2 separate regions of the Mus musculus genome follow, and region 2 is linked to region 1. A link is a contact called in public promoter capture Hi-C data. All regions are on one chromosome and are shown on one strand. Each heading gives the region's core, a stretch centred on a gene start, on an enhancer-like site or on the middle of the called end of the contact. The rest is flanking DNA. Distances are from core to core; before and after follow the strand shown.

Region 1 (2,780 bases), core at 125-2,624:
CAGGCCAGACAGGGCTACACAGCCAACAAGTCAAAAAACAAAACAAAATAAAAGCAACAAAACATCTAGAGAGGCAATATAAGCAAGGGAATCCAGCAGGTTTATTTTCTAATTCAAAACCTACAAACAGCTATATTCATGTTTGTAGTCACACACTTTGTTGAGAGCAAGAAGATATTTACAAATGTAGTTAAGATAACTAAAGTTATATTTTATTATGCTGAGGATTAGTATACAGTATTTACACTTTAAATTTCTAATTACAGTCTTAACCCTATCTTCCCAGGGCTGCTCACCTGGGTGACATATTTTAGCTTGTCAGGTTCAGTTTTTTTTTTCCTTTTTATTATTATTATTTATTCATTCTACATCCTAATGGTAGCCTCCCCTTCTGCCTGTGATCCCAGTCCCATCCTCACAAACACCTTCCCTTCTCAGAGAGGGGAGGAGACCCCCTTGGATACCACCTGATCCTGGGACATCAAATTGAAGCAAGACTACACACAACCTTTCCCATTAAGGCCTTACAAGCCAACAGAAGTTTTTGATTTGAGGCTCCTGAGGGCAGATTATGGTGGTGTCTTCTCATATGTGCAGCGCAGAGCATTGTCTTAGTCTCCAATTATATACTGTTCACTGGGGATCATGGGGTTTTAGGATTGTTATTTGGAGTGAGTGATGTCAGAGTTTTGGTTATTAGTCTTGGGTGTTTAAAAGGCATTTTTTTTTACTATGTTCATTACACACTTATATACATTTTCTACCTCTCCTACACTTATATATAAATACATCACACCGATCGCCTAATTGCCATTAGGTGTTGACTGGGTACGGAACAACCTGTCAGCCACCTAAATCGGGTCACTAGAGCAAAAGTTGTAAAATCCGTAAATGTAAAAAATTAAGATTAAAGAGGCAGGGTCTGAGAAGAAGACTTTGAAAGATGAAGCAAAATCTCTGTGGTGACGGTGTAAAAGAACTTCCACCGAAAGTATGTCTTTAAAATGCGGAGGGCTCCGTTCATGGGCCCACCGCCCGCCTCAGGCCCTAAAGAGGGTCTGGCAGGTTTCTGCTGTTGTCCTCCGTCAGGATCCCCTGCCTCTCTGCCAGTGCTAGCTAGTTCTGGCTGCTGAGCACACAGCACAGCCTGGCACCCTGGCGACCCTAAGCCGCCAAGTGAGAAAGAAGCTTCTAGAAACCATGCGGGCCTCCGATGGGGGGCCGCGGGCGGAGGACGGGGGCCCCGAGGGGGGACGCTGCTCACCTGAGCTCCTCACAGAACCTGGCTCCGGGCTCTGCGAGCCCCGAGTTCCTCACCGCCGAGCTCCTCACACAGCGCACCGTTCCTCCCCGACCAGCACGAGCGATTCAAACTGCCCGCCGCCGCCGCCCCTCTTCCCTCCCGCTCACTTCCGGTCCCGCCCAGCTAGCCTCCACGCCCATTGGCCATGGCGAGAGGCTTTCGACCAGTCCTCACCCGGCTTCTCGGTGAGCCGCCTCTGATTGGCCCTTTTGGACGACTGTTTAAAAACAAGCAGAGCCGGCGGCGGAGCCTGCGCAGACGTCGGATGCACTGGCGTTGCCTAGAGACGGGCTCCGCACGCTGGGAGGAGCGGACTGCGGGTCTGAATGAGGGTTAAACCCTGAGCGGCTGGGCGGGCTTGAGGAGCAGGGTAAGGTGAGGTCTGTGCTGCGGGGAGGCCGCTCGCTCTAACCGTAGGACAAGCGTAAGGTGTTAGCTCTGAGGGGATTATTATTATAAAAGTTAGCTGCGAAGTTGATTATTACTTTAAAAGTTGGCGCGCACCTGCCATAGCAGCCCTGCGGAGGGCGTTTGGAGGACAGCCTGGCTATAGACAAGAGTCCTTGTCTCGAAAAGAAAAGAAGAGGGGAGGGGAGGCGGGGGGTGGGGGGGCGGATAACAGAGGCACAGTATAACAAATAATCTGAACTTGAATCTAGACATGCATGCAAAACTCAACTGCTGACCTCTCTGTCATCTCCATATTTTCAAAATCTGGATATGCGATTCGCATGGGTTGTGGTGGCTCACGCCGACAGGATTTACTGAATATGAGATCCGAGGGGAACACTTCATCAGATTCAAATATTCACAAGGCTCTTCTAAACTGAGTATACTGCTTCCACTTTCCTAATAGCACCTAAATGCCTAAATATTTTTCTTTAAAAGTAAATATCCATAGGAGGTATGGGATGTGATGCAAACGGAGGGTGGATAGGGGCGGGGGTATGGAATATGGAGTGTGGAAAATAAATTTAAAATAAAATAATTTTAAAAAAAGAAGTAAATATCCTTGGAATTGTAGAGGTGGCTCAGCAGTTGCTGCTCTTGCAGAAGACCTGGGTACAGTTCCTAACATCCACATAGTAGGTCACAACTATCTATAAATCCAGCTCAGGGAATCTGATTCCCTTTTCTGGGCCCACAGGCAACAGGTATGTAACGACATACGTGCTGGCAAAACATGCATGCACATAAAATTAAAACATAAAAATGCTCTCAGTTCCTCTTTCCTCTCCAGTGATCCCTCTCATTGTCTCTCTGCTCACATCCCATTTCTTTTTAGGGTCACTTAGTGCCCAGGGCTTATCCCAGCACCCAGTTTCCCCAGGAAGGCAGCTAAGAGTTACAGAGTCAGATGGAGACCAAAGCTGCTTTATCTTTGGCAGTTCTCTTTGCTATTCTGTAGCCAAAGACTACTTACTTTTAGCAATTTCTCTGACTTTAATTCTTTGCTATTGTATGTCCAAAAGCTGCT
Region 2 (2,780 bases), core at 170-2,669, 1.1 Mb after region 1:
ACATCCCAAATGCAGGCTTTGTCTTTCCTTTAAAGGTGTTAAATGCCTTCTTGGGATGACTCATAACCTCTCCTAGCAGCACCTTGTGTTCACTGGCTTTCTCTAAGACTGCAGATCAATAAATTCGAAATTCTTTAAAGAGAATTTTACATGGAGAAAAATTCTACTTTAATTTAGGATAAGTATTTAAGTATCCCTCCTAGATAGAGGCATGGTGCTCACGCCTGTGACTCAGTCCTTGGGAGTTAGCTGGAAGCAGGAGGATTTTTGAGCTTGAAAGGAGTCTAGGCTACATAGTGAGTTCCAGGCCATCTTGGGCTACATACAGTGTAAGACGGTCTCAAAAAGCAAACACACAAACAGCACCACAACATCCAAGTGCAGGCAGAAGGGGCGCATATCTACATACCTATAGATCTCTGGATAGGCTACATTATTCTTCATAGCTAAACTTGTGAAATACATACGTCTTGGACACTTAACTTTTCTTTTGGAGGGTAAAAATAAAACTCAGTGAAAAAGCAGAAATTATAGTAAATAAAGTTTTAAAATAACACTCCATTAAATCACCATCCACACACTCAAGCAATGCCAAACAGTAACCTAACAAGTTTGTATCAGGCATGGACCAATCTTAAAGCCACAGACTCATACACGACACTAAAATGATAGCAGAAGCCCTCTGTGTAAAAGAGGGAGAAACACGGATGACTTCTGCTACAGGATCCTCTGTTTTGCAAATTGTCAAAAACAAAAACTGAGTGCCTGACTTTGTTATGTGCATGTATGTGTACATACCAGTGCTGGCTACACCAAGTGTGTGTGACCTTGCCCGTGTGCCTGTCAATGCTGACTACTTTGTCTAAGTGGCTTGACCTGTGCATATGCATGTTAGTAGTAGCTACACTGTCTGACCTTGTGTGCACTGTGCACGTGTGTGTGTGTGTGCATGTGTGTGTGTGTGTGTGTGTGTATGTGTCAGTGCTGGTTACACTAAGTGTCTGACCTTGTGTGCACTGTGCATGTGTGTGTGTGTGTGTGTGTGTGTATGTGTGTGTGTGTGTGTGTGTGTGTGTGTGTGTGTGTGTATGTGTCAGTGCTGGTTACACTAAGTGTCTGACCTTGTGTGCACTGTGCACGTGTGTGTGTGCACATGTGTGTGTGTGTGTGTGCATGTGTGTATGTGTTTGGAGGGAGCTTGGCATGTCTAAATTTTTGTAAAATTTTAAAGTATTTACTAAAATTTAAAATAGTCAAGATTTTATAAAGTTTTTACAAGAAGCCAGGCATCAGTAATGCATGCACATAGTAAAGAAAGGTGCTTTAATAAAGCCATCTGTCATTACTGATACTCGTGAGCCAGGGGAAAGAGCATCTTTCTCCCGCTACACGTGTCCCTTAGCTAGCACTGGGAAGCATTAGTCCCGTGCTCCCACACACATGCAAGCTCTCCCTGCAGCATCTGCTGCTAATTGAAAGGGACTAGAATTACAAAATCCTAGTCAATTTCTCTCCAGCTCTTGCTGTGTGTAAAGATTTTCTATGCAGGGGCTAAGCATTAGTCGTCCACTACAGCTGATGGCTAAAGACCAGAGAGAAGGAAACACACGGGAAAGCATTTTGTGTCCAGCATTATATGGACTCAACTGTGGCAAGAGAGACAGCTAAGCTTGTCTTTTGTTAGCTAGGTGCAATTCCATTCTGTAAATATAACTAGCCACCTATGAAGGCCTATTAACATCCTAGTTAGCCCAGTTGTCTATGTCCTCTGTTGGGGCAGTCTCCTTTGATATAACTTCAAAAGTAACTGTCAATATTATACCAATTATGTCTTTATTTCTGGCTCCCGAGCATAGTTTCTGGGACACAGGAGGCACCTGATAAATGTGTGTTGAATACATAATCCAATTGCATCTCGGAACACTTCACTCAAAGCATTCAAAGCACCCACAAAGAGCCGAGAATATTTGTTTTAAGAGCCATGATCTATCTCAAGTCCTCTGCACTTTTACGCCTTGTAGACTATGAAGTTTAAATGACATCTGATGTTCCCACGGTGGCAAGTGGAACACAGATTAGAGAGGATGGCAGTGGGAGTCACTCAGATGCTAACTGTGGCACTGTTAGCAAGTTGATAGTGGCTTCGGCTGGGCAGTGGAGTGGCACCTCTCACAGTAGCTGCCTCTGGGTGACAGCTTGCTCTGCTGCATGTGGCACGGGCCTGTGAAACGTGAAAAGGTCTAGTGCAAATGCCAGGCAGAAAGAAAGAAAGCTGGGCCAAGAGAGGCTCCAGCCTTGCTTCCTGCCTTGCTCTCCTAATTCAGTGTGTGTTAGCTAAACTGCCCCTGACTGCTGTGGGGTGGAGAACAGGATAGGAGCAGGAGCCGAATGGGCCGGCTCAGCTTAGGCCCCTCCCACTTAGGTCTGGATTTCTCCTAAGGGTGATGTGGTTCTACACTTTCTTGAATTATCTGCATAACTAGGTCCAAAACGCTTGGTTTCACTTCATCAGCACTCTGGGGCCAACAATTATTTGTTCAAGGTTTATAGGCATCACCCCACGCTGTTTTCTTGGGAGATGAAATCAGAGCGGTGTGTGCCATGTCATGTAGCATCTGGATGACTGATTCCTAGGCTACACAGCCTTGCTTCCTCCCGCAGCCCACACGTCTCGCAGAGAAAACCAACAGCATGCTCCATTCTGCACTGATCATCTCACAACAACTCTGCTCTGAACGGCCACCGGGTGTCATGGTACTCCCGACCAAAGCCATTGCCAT

The links. Promoter capture Hi-C pulls out the DNA fragments that hold promoters and counts their contacts.
Region 2: a promoter capture Hi-C map of hippocampal neurons shows a contact between it and region 1, with 5 times the contacts expected there. The contact joins the enhancer-like site here to the promoter of Cenpf in region 1. A contact is called at or near these places in 7 of 39 promoter capture datasets (the 3T3-L1 cell line, 3T3-L1-derived adipocytes, cranial neural crest and 4 more), 1 of 15 datasets of contacts at CTCF or cohesin (pro-B cells), 16 of 484 Hi-C or Micro-C datasets (CD4 T cells, the G1E-ER4 cell line, the HL-1 cell line and 8 more) and 4 of 115 datasets of contacts at active chromatin or transcription factors (astrocytes, embryonic stem cells, large pre-B cells and 1 more).

What each region holds. Positions count from the first base shown.
Region 1 is chr1:189,686,712-189,689,491 of GRCm38.p6, forward strand. It overlaps Cenpf (centromere protein F), which reads right to left and starts at 1,375. Exons shown (of 18, transcript NM_001081363.2): 1 at 1,265-1,375.
Region 2 is chr1:190,789,457-190,792,236 of GRCm38.p6, forward strand. All of the region lies in intron 12 of Rps6kc1 (ribosomal protein S6 kinase polypeptide 1), which reads right to left. Among named protein-coding and RNA genes, the nearest start is that of Gm51740, 29 kb to the right of the region's middle. Within about 2 kb of position 1,420, at least 7 of the 459 cell types and tissues checked have an H3K27ac peak or open chromatin away from gene starts, as enhancers often do. A contact at or near this core is called in hippocampal neurons, where this site is marked.